2 separate regions of the Manis pentadactyla genome follow, and region 1 is linked to region 2. The links are chromatin contacts, called in public Hi-C maps. All regions are on one chromosome and are shown on one strand. Each heading gives the region's core, a stretch centred on a gene start, on an enhancer-like site or on the middle of the called end of the contact. The rest is flanking DNA. Distances are from core to core; before and after follow the strand shown. Region 1 holds the start of ZNF597 (zinc finger protein 597). Region 2 holds the start of ZNF213 (zinc finger protein 213).

Evidence for each region. Hi-C and Micro-C count contacts between places; a contact is called where the count stands out from the background.
Region 1: a Hi-C map of fibroblasts shows a contact between it and region 2, with 3 times the contacts expected there. The contact joins the promoter of ZNF597 here to the promoter of ZNF213 in region 2. A contact is called at or near these places in 2 of 3 Hi-C or Micro-C datasets (fibroblasts and skin fibroblasts).

The regions. Positions count from the first base shown.
Region 1 is chr10:126,126,502-126,131,215 of mManPen7.hap1, forward strand. It overlaps ZNF597 (zinc finger protein 597), which reads right to left and starts at 3,243. Exons shown (of 6, transcript XM_057487692.1): 1 at 2,031-3,243; 2 at 1,942-2,028; 3 at 945-955. The coding sequence starts at 2,184. NAA60 (N-alpha-acetyltransferase 60, NatF catalytic subunit) reads left to right here and starts at 3,415. Exons shown (of 7, transcript XR_005031785.2): 1 at 3,415-3,568.
Region 2 is chr10:125,851,389-125,856,210 of mManPen7.hap1, forward strand. ZNF213 (zinc finger protein 213) reads left to right here and starts at 1,734. Exons shown (of 7, transcript XM_036920354.2): 1 at 1,734-1,993; 2 at 3,074-3,586; 3 at 3,877-3,919; 4 at 4,224-4,415; 5 at 4,601-4,674. The coding sequence starts at 3,188.

The sequences.
Region 1 (4,714 bases), core at 1,993-4,492, 280 kb after region 2:
CCACATCAGAAGCCAGGAGGCTCTACTGGCTTCCCAAAGGACCTAGTTCTAGGTGAGCCTTCGAGAAGAGAAAGCACAAAATAGCTATACCTAAGTCAGGGCCCAATTGGAGAGTTGCTAAGAACATTTTTTAAATTAAAGTATCATTGATACACAATCTTATGATGGTTTCAACTGCACAACACAGTGGTTCAACTTTCACCGTGTTATCAAGTCCCCATCCCCTCCATTACGGTCACTGTCTATCAACGTAGTAAGATGTTATAGACTCATTAATTGTATTCTCCATGCTGTACTACCATCTAAGAGCAATCCTGATAGACACTGCCTAGAGGTGGGGTTTTCTAGTTTGTCTATGTAGGTCTCAAGAGCTTTCTACAGTTTAAGCAGTTCCATGTGACAGGTGAGCAAGCACAACTGGAAAAAAGATTGGGATTCATATTTGTCAAGAAAGAAAGAGAGCAAGCCAGTATTTTTCTACCTAGCAGAGAAACACTCTGGTTATTAGGAATAGTTTTATTGTCACCAGGAGTTTCCCCAAATTTCTTTACTGCTCCCAGAGGGAAGATCAAGGTAGAGCTGTTACATGTCCTACAAGCAAATAATAACCAGTATCACCACTAGGATGGCTGACAAAATTTAGGCCTGCCAAAAAAAGCATTCCTCTTTAATTTTACCGAATACCCTTAATTTATAAAACCAATATATTAATACAAAAGGGATCTCTCCTTCCAAAGAAACAGCCCCATGATTGTCTCAGCTCATTGCCCGGAAAGCGTTCCTGGGCTACAGTGCAGCGTGTGGGAACCCAGAGGTACCCAGTGGTTTTGCTGATTTGAGGAGACCAACTTCAGGGATGTCAAGGTAGCTAGAATTTGACAGCAAAATACCAGAGAAGAAGCAGGTGCTCAGGCAGAGCATTCTGGTCATCTAGATGGGGTCACCTCAAGACTGGCTGAGTACTTATCTGTGAATGCATGGGAGGGAACTACCCCCAGCCGGGAAAAGAGCCACCAAAATGAAATACACAGAGTGATCTTGAAAGTTCATGTAATAGTCCACATTCCCGCCAACCAAAGTGGAAAGACCCCCTCCCCCCACCCCAAGCACACAGGGCATTGGGCAGTAAGCTCAGAAAGACATTGACTTAGCAGAAGGCCAAATCAGCCTTAGACTAAAGGTTGCTCTGAACAGACCCTAACAAGGCAAAATTGCTCCCAAGTGATTTAAATGCATCCCACAACAAAGTCCAAAAATATTTTTAAAATCACAACAAAAGCCAACATCCAACAAAATAAAACTTACAATGTCCAGCACCCAGTCAAAAATTGTAAGGCATATAAAGAAGCCAAAGAGCATGACCCTTAACTAGGAGCAAAATCAGTCAACAGAAACAGACCCAGAAATGACACAGATGATAAAACTCGTAGAAAGAGTGTAAGAATAGCTATTGTAAACATACTTCACATGTTCAACAAGGTAGAGGAAAACATGAACATGATGAAGAGAAAGTAGAAAATAGAGAAGAGGAATTACGGTGTAGGTCAAACAGTCAGCCCGAGTCAGGGGTAAACTCTCCTCAGGTGTAGGAACATTTCTGCATATAGTGCCCCTGAGATGAAAAAGGCACAGCACCGCCTTAAGAGTAAATCAATTTCCACTCTTTAGCAAATGAAAGTAACTTATACTAATGGGGTTTTTCAAGTAAAATTGTGAATTGACTATAACAAATATTTGGTAAGATTACCAGGCACTGCAATGTCTCATGCAAAACCACAGTCACTGTACTAGACAGGCTTGTTGTCTTTTAAAAATCATTTCATCCTTTGAAAACTGCTCTCTTGTGCAAGTTATCATATCCACAAAAATCACCCAAGGACAGGTTCCACTTGCTGATACCAACATGTAAATTAGACATGAAATCCTAATCCTAGAACTGACTAAAGTTCCAGAATGCAGGAAAAACGGCCTTATCCATCAAGGCCATATCCTCAAAACACTCCTGTGTGATGTCTCTGCTGAAGGACCCTGGGCAGGGTACAGACTCACACACTTCTCTTGTGAAAAATACACAGCCAGATTCTCAAACAGCATGGGTCCCTGAAACAACATGAAAGCCCATCTCAGGACAAGAGGCAAGAAGCCCATCCCCTTAGTAGAGGAAGGCTGAGAAGAGAGAAACATCAGATGCAAGGGAGAAAAAAGGCTTGGTGTAAAAGGGTCCTGTGTGCTGGGGATGGGGTCTAAGCGGATTCTAAGGGCTGGTGGTGGGTACTAGGAAGAAGATAGTAAAAATGGACATAATATTTAAGGATCAAGGCGGTAACTGTGAGTTGTTCTAGAAGAGACTTCTAGAAGAAACTACTACAAGAGAAAAGATAAGGGGACAGCCCAGGGAGGGAAACCATTATGCAAGGATGCTCTTAGGGAAAAAAGAGCGAGCAGCCCAGGAAGAATCATGAATGGGTAAGGTTTCTAGTGTTCTCTCAACATCCTTCCCTTTGCTGGTCCCTCTCTCCTTCCGCATGACGCTCATTGCTAAACTCAAGGTAGCATCACATCCCGACCTATTAATCCTTCCCTAAGTTTACCAGCTCGATGTCAATAGACTTTGGCGTGATTAAAGGGTTTTGTTTGCTCATTCAGGAGTGGAATGAAGCCCAGAAATGTCAAGTTTGGGCAGCATGTCAGACACCTTGCGTACTCGGTTATAGCCATCTCCGATGGGCGCTGTTTCCAGGCGGTGGTTCTGAGAGGAAGAATTCGCTAAGCCATTTCTCCTCACGCCTCACCCAGGAACGAAGACAGCAGCTCTCCATTTGGGGAACGAGAGCCCTCCCGTCACGACCGGCACGCCTAAGCCCCCTGACGAAGGAGCGCGGGCGGAGGCCGGAAGGCAGCCACCGGAACTTGGACGCGGGAGGAGCCTGGTCTCACCCGGAGTACGTAGCACCGAAGGAGAACAGCTGTGCCAAGGATAAATGAGATCCTGCGTAGGATGCTCACCTGGCCGGATGGCCGGCCAGGCTTCCCTGGCCCGACTCCCGCTAGGCGCCGGCGACCTTAAAGCCCAAGCGCCAACCCCAAATGCGGAGCGTCAGCCAAGCACTGGGCGGCCGTGAGCAAGCCTCGTTTCTGAGCCTCCCCGTCTGTGCGGGGGGCGCTCAGGTCGCTCCAGGAGCCCGAGCCCCCCACCCAGGTGCGCACCGCCGGCGCCCACGCAGACCCAGCTCGGGAGCGTGGAGCCCCGCCTCGCCCGGCTGCCGCCCGCGAACACGCCCCTCCGCGGGCGGGACTCGCGGCCGGCCTGCCCTCTCCTAAGATGGCGGCGTCGGCGGCGTCGGGAGGCGGTGCCCACGGGGCCCGGCTGCCAATGGGTTTCCGGCCTGGGCCGCGGCCCCGGCACGAGAGGCGGAAGTGCCGCGGGCCGCCGCCTCCGTCCCGGCTGCGGCGCCTGCCGGTTACGTAACTCGCTGCGGGCTCCGTGTGGCGCCCCTTCCCGGCTCTGGCGGCCCCGGGATGCGCTGAGCCCCACCACGCCGTCCGCTGCCGCCGGCTCCCGCCCAAGGTGAGGCCCCTCGTTCGGACCTGCTGTGGGCGAGCGGGCCGTGAGGGGGAGCGCGGGCCCGAGTCGGCCGCGGAGGGAGGCGCGGGGTGAGGAGCGGCGGCGGTCCGGACCGCGAGGTGCGGGGGGCGCGGTTCCCAGCGTTGGGTGGGGACCAGCCGTTTGTCTGGGGCCCCCCGTGCCAGGCCCCAGGGCGAGCGGGTGGGGACATCTGGAGCCCGGGGGCAGCCCGCCGAGCCGCCCTCGAGGTGGAGGACCCGGCCTTCGCGTAGTTCAGCGATTTGCCGCCGCCTCGCCCGGCCCCACCTCTGCTTTGGTACTTGTTGCACAGAGAGTATTTGCCGGCTTGTGTGCCCTCCTGTGACCTCCCGAGAGCCTGGGGCTCTGTCTGTCGTTCCCGTGTCCTGCTCCCTCAGCTGGACGCTTTGGTATTAAAACAAATCAATCCCTTACTTTTCTGATAATTTACAGACTGGCATGCAGACCCTACGCCAACTCTGACCTCCGTCGAATTGGGCACTTCCCAAGGAATGGAGGGAATGTGTAGCTTCTATGGCTTGTCCCCCTGGGATACTTTTCGGGGAGGCAGTGGGCCTTTGGTGGACCGCCAACATCAAATATCTGTGTGCCCAGCGGGAGGCCTGGAGATGAGGCAGGAACTTACTCTGCAGTAAACATGGACATTGGCTGCTTCATTGATCTGCTTTCACTCTGCCCAGTCCTTGAACCATAGGATTTTGTTTGTTTGTCCTGATGGAAGAGCATACCAGCCCCACGCAGTAGCTCCCTGTTGCCCTTGGGGCGGTTGTTAATTGGACTGTCAGAACTGGAGAGAAGATTGCCGGTAGCAGAAGTTTTACCACAGCACTAAAAGCAGAAAACCTCTAGTTAATGCTTACCTGAGTGTAGGTCATAAATACCACATCCCTGTAGCCCTTCGTGACATAGAGACAAGTGCGAGTTCTTTGGCCAATAGTACTCAGCCTGCGTGGTGGGACGAAGGGGAGTCTCGAACATCACTTGAGTTCGAAGGTGCTAGGGCAACAACAAATTTGCCCGCTCGCTTGCTTACTCACTCGCTCTCATGAAAATCCCTGAATTGCCTTATGGTCAGAGAAAATGGAATTAAAGGCTAGAGGAAACTCAAGG
Region 2 (4,822 bases), core at 484-2,983:
GTTATAATTCATTGTTTCTCAGACCCCCAATACACTGCCTGACATTGGAGCCTGTAGACAGTTTCTGCTTTGCTAGCCAACTTGATATTAATCTTTGCCAACAGAGGGCGCTGGAAGAACAGCAGTAAGGCAGCACCTGGAAATAGGAACTTTTCAGTTTCTTCTTCTCTGAGCAGTTTTCCACTGAGGCCAGTAGGGGGCGAGGAGTGGGCAGGAGCATCCATCTCAGCGGTCGTTAAAGAACAGTCTTGGCTCATGCCCTCCGGCAAGTTGTTCAAACAAATGCAGGGTGTGTGTGGAAAAGATCTGCAATTTTTCTGCAAATACAGAAAAATGGGAACAACCTAACTGTCCAAGAGTAAGGGACTTTAAAGAAAACACGGAACGTCCATACTATGGAATACTATACAGTTTACAAAACAGATGAATTTTATTTATAATGGAAAGATATCCCCGATAGGTATCTCATACAGAATGATTCCAGGTTTACATTAGGGATATGCACAGATGTAGAACTGAAAAAACACTATAAATAGTGCTTATTTCTGAGTGGCCTAATTAGGAATATTTTTTACTTTCAGTTACTCAAAGATACTGTGAGAGTCACAATTTTGGATGCTGGCAGTAGGACCGTGAAAACAGTCTGACTTTATGGACCTTATAGTTGGGTAGTGGGAGGCAAATTTTACACAAATATGTCAGGAAGGAAAATATGACAGGGCACAGGTGTGGTGGGGGGCGGGGAGCTGTTTACGTAGGATTAAGGAAAGTCACTTTGAGGGAGTGACATTTGGGCACAGGGCAAGTGGGAACTAGCCTTGTGGATATGGATACCTTTATAATTTTCCATACTTTCTTAATCTTATTTTCTACACTAAACATGCAATACTTGCATAATCAAATCAAAATAAAGCAAGCCTCTATTTCAGAAAAAGATCTGGCGTCTCAGATCTCCATGACCAGGAGAAAGTAGGGAGGGTGGGAACAAAGTCAAAATGCATCACAAGGAGAAAACCTAGAGCTTTCCGGACATGGCCCGCCTGGTCTGGATTCTCCCCGGTCACGGGACCCTCGCCGCCTCGCAAACGAAGTTGATGGGGAAGCCGGGGTTGGAGACCCCGTCCGACGCTCGGGGACGAAGAATCGCCGCAGTAGGCTCCGCGCCCCTTCCTTGGACTGCATTTCCCGGGAAGCTCCACGCCCCGCTAGGAGCGGATACAGACTTGGGTGGGGGCGGAACCCAGAAAGCTGGAAACTAGTCTCCCGGGGCCGAGCTCCAACTCCTGGGCCGCTCCTTCGGCCCTCCACCCTCTCCAGAGGAAAGGGCGATGTCAGAAGGAAGGACCCGCCCCACTGCATCCCTCCCGGCAGAGCAGGCGCTCCACTGGCGGCCGGGCCAGGCGCCGTCTCTGCCCACTAGGCCAGCCTTGGTTTCCCCTTTCCTCCCCTCACGGGTCATACGAGCAGAAAAGTCCGCAAGAACAGCTGAAAAGCGCACAGCACAGCTCCAGTCTAAGCTGTACACCGCAACTCGGAGACGACTGCGGACGCGCTTGGAGCCGCTGCCTTCTGATTGGCCAGCCCTGGAATTCTCCCGGCTCATTGGCCATCCGTCAGAGAGACGGCAGGGTCAATGGGCGAACAGCATTCTGAGGAGTGTAGATGGAGAATTTGCCGAAGCGCCTGCGCTGTGTCGTTTCCCGGCGAGCCCCGCGCGAACTTCCGGCACCGGGAACCTGGCGGCGGAAGTGGGAACGCATGGGTGGCTCTGGGTAGTGGGTACCCCATAGGCGGGACCGGCGACGCGGGCCGCCGGGTCTGAGGTCAAGTGCGGGGCGCCGGGCGGCCGGTGTCGGCGCCCCGAGGCAGAGGCCCAACGGGGCGCGCGCCGCTGGGAAGTGCCGGCGGGAGCCCGGGGCGCCTGCACCCGCTGCCCGCCCAGCCGCCTCTCAGCTCCGCGTTCTCGCCTGCCGCGTCCGGCCGAGCCGCCCTGGTGAGTCGCTCGCCCTCTCCGAGTCACTGGAGGATGAGAATGGAGTGTATACTTTCCAGGGGTGTTATGAGAGTAGAATAATAAAGTAAATAAAGTAAATTAAGTGGCCTGTAGTAGAGAAGGACTGGAAACAGCCTGAGTGCCTCACTTGGGTATTGGTTAAGAAATTGGACACATCCACACCGCGGAATCTCCCAGAACGGCTCGTAACAACGACTTGTTAGGTGGAAAAGCAAATTTCAAAATACTATGTGCAGTAAGACCTCATGTGAAAACACACACACAACACTTTATTTTTGTTTCCATAGATACAGTTTCAGTAAATGCACAAGAGTCTGGGAGGTTGTATGTCAGACTGTTCATCAGAGGGTACAAGTGGTGGAAGGGAGTTTCTCTTTTATGAATTTGTATATTGTTTACCCCTTTTTTGTTATGATGGTTTGTGCCACTTTTTTTGTTGAAACAATTAAAGAAAATTCCAAAATACACTTCAGAACTGTTACGAAGAGTAGCAAAGTATAAATACGTGTCATACTAACTGTGGATAAATGGCTTAGGTTGGTGTCTGTGAGCCCTTCCCTGACACTCCCCGGGGTTAGATGTGTTTTGAAATTCAGAAGTTTTCAAATTTGAGGATGATAGCACATGTCATATCAGGTAATCCAGCCATCAGAATCTGGGCAAAACTCAATATCAAATGCATTAATTAGCTTTTTTATTGAAGTGTATTTCACATACAGAAATACCCCCTGGTAAGTACAGCTCAATGAATTTACAAACTGAACAGATGTTAATATCTCTGCCATAAAACATACATTTACATTAAGTGTGATAAATGGAGATTACAAATACACATTTCAGCAGGTCAGGTAGTAAAAACTTGGGTGTTTTGGATTTCAGAGCTGAGGATAAGGGGCTGTGGGCCTGTGTAGGTACGAGACAGTCATGTGAGCAAGGCATTACTGGAAAGCCACACTTTTCAGGTCCAGGAAAGGACAGGAGCTGGAGTTCCTGGATGTCCCTCCAGGCTGCTGTTTGCTCATATACTGTCCCCCTCCTGCTATTTTGCTCTTTCCCCAGGAGAGTGTGTCCAGATGCTGACCCAGCTGCCTCAGGGAATCCCTCTGGGAGACTGAAGGGCAGGCTCCTGGGCCAGGTTAAGGCCAAACCAGCCCTGAGCCTTAGGACAGGGGAATGGCAGCCTCCCTGAAGCCTCAGGACCAGGCCACTGGGGAGGGAGAAGGGCTTCTGATCGTCAAGGTAGAAGATTCCTCCTGGGAGCAGGACTCTGTCCAGCAAGAGGACAGCCAAGATTCTGAGGCCTGCCGCCAGCGCTTTCGGCAGTTCTGCTATGGGGAAGTGAATGGGCCCCACGAGGCCTTCAGCCAGCTCTGGGAGCTCTGCTGTCGCTGGCTGCGACCTGAGCTGCACACCAAGGAGCAGATCCTGGAGCTGCTGGTGCTGGAGCAGTTCCTGAGCGTGCTGCCTGGGGGCATCCAGGCCTGGGTGAGAGCGCAGTGCCCGGGAAGTGGCGAGGAGGCCGTTGCCTTGGTGGAAGACCTGCAGAGGCAACCAGGGAAAGCATGGCCACAGGTGAGGGGCCTCTCCCACATCCAGGGGCACCTGGTGAGCACCGAGGTTGGAGAGAGGTGGCTGTCTCCATAGTGACACGCCCTCCAGTGTGGTGTGGATAGAGCCAGAGGGAGCATCCATACGAGCATATCCTGACAGGTGTTACCTTTCTGAAACACACTGCCCAAATGAATCTGGTTCCTTTCTGGTGGCTTTAGAGGGCAGCAGCAGGGCCAAAGTGGGCATGTTCTAGGAAGGCAGGTTTTAGCTCTACACAGGGCCTGCAAATGTTTATTCCCGTTCTGCTCTAGGCCATACCCCACCGTGATATGCAAAATGAGAGCACCGGAGTGGGTACGAGAAGGTGGAACTGTCTGAACCCTGCTGCTTTGTGGGGTGTTGGGTCCTTGACACTGGAGGCATCTGGGGTGGCACTAATGGGTAGCTGGGGTGTGGGGTTCTGCCCTCATCAGGAGTGTCTCTCCCCTGTTCCCCCTTGCTAAGTGGCTCTGGCCTTTGGAGGCTGGTTCTTGCATTGTGCTTGATAAGGGAGTGTCCTGGGCACACAGCATCGGTTTTCCTCTGCACTTGCCTGGAGCCTCTTACTGATCTCCCCACCCCCAGCCCCTGAGGGACATATCCTGTGTCTCCTTCCCAGCGACTGAGCTCTGCCCCCCATCCACCCCAACTGGTCTCGGTGCTAATGAGCATGTGGTTCCTGCACAGGAAGCATCTTCAGAGAAGGTGGAGCCCAAGGCTGCTGTGCAGGGACCCCAGGCCAAGGGGCCACCCCTGAAGGTGGGTGCACGAAGCCGGCTACCTGTACCCCGGGAGCAGCACAGCCACGGTGGTGAGTAGGCTGGTAGGCCACAGAGTGGCTGGGCAGGGGCCTGGCACTTCCCTGGACATTGCCCTAAGGGAAGTAGGAAGGGTGTTTCTGTTCCTCGAAGCCCAGGCACGTGTGCATGCAGGACACTGTCTCAGGTCTTCCTCTTGGCCAGGGCTGACCTCTGAGGCTCTCTTCTTTCCCTTCAGCCCAGCTTCCTGCGTTTCTTAAAGAGGGGAGTGCCCGAGAGACGACAGACACCTGCTTCACCTTGGGGGTCCCTGTGAGTTACCACCCCTACTTTCTCTCTCAGGCCTTCTGAGCTGTCGAGTCTCTAGAATGGGACTCATCTTCTCATCAGTGGGCTTCTTCCCAGTTCTGTCTGGACCCACCCTGCTCCCCCCCCCAACCCCCTTCCTGCCCCCACCCAC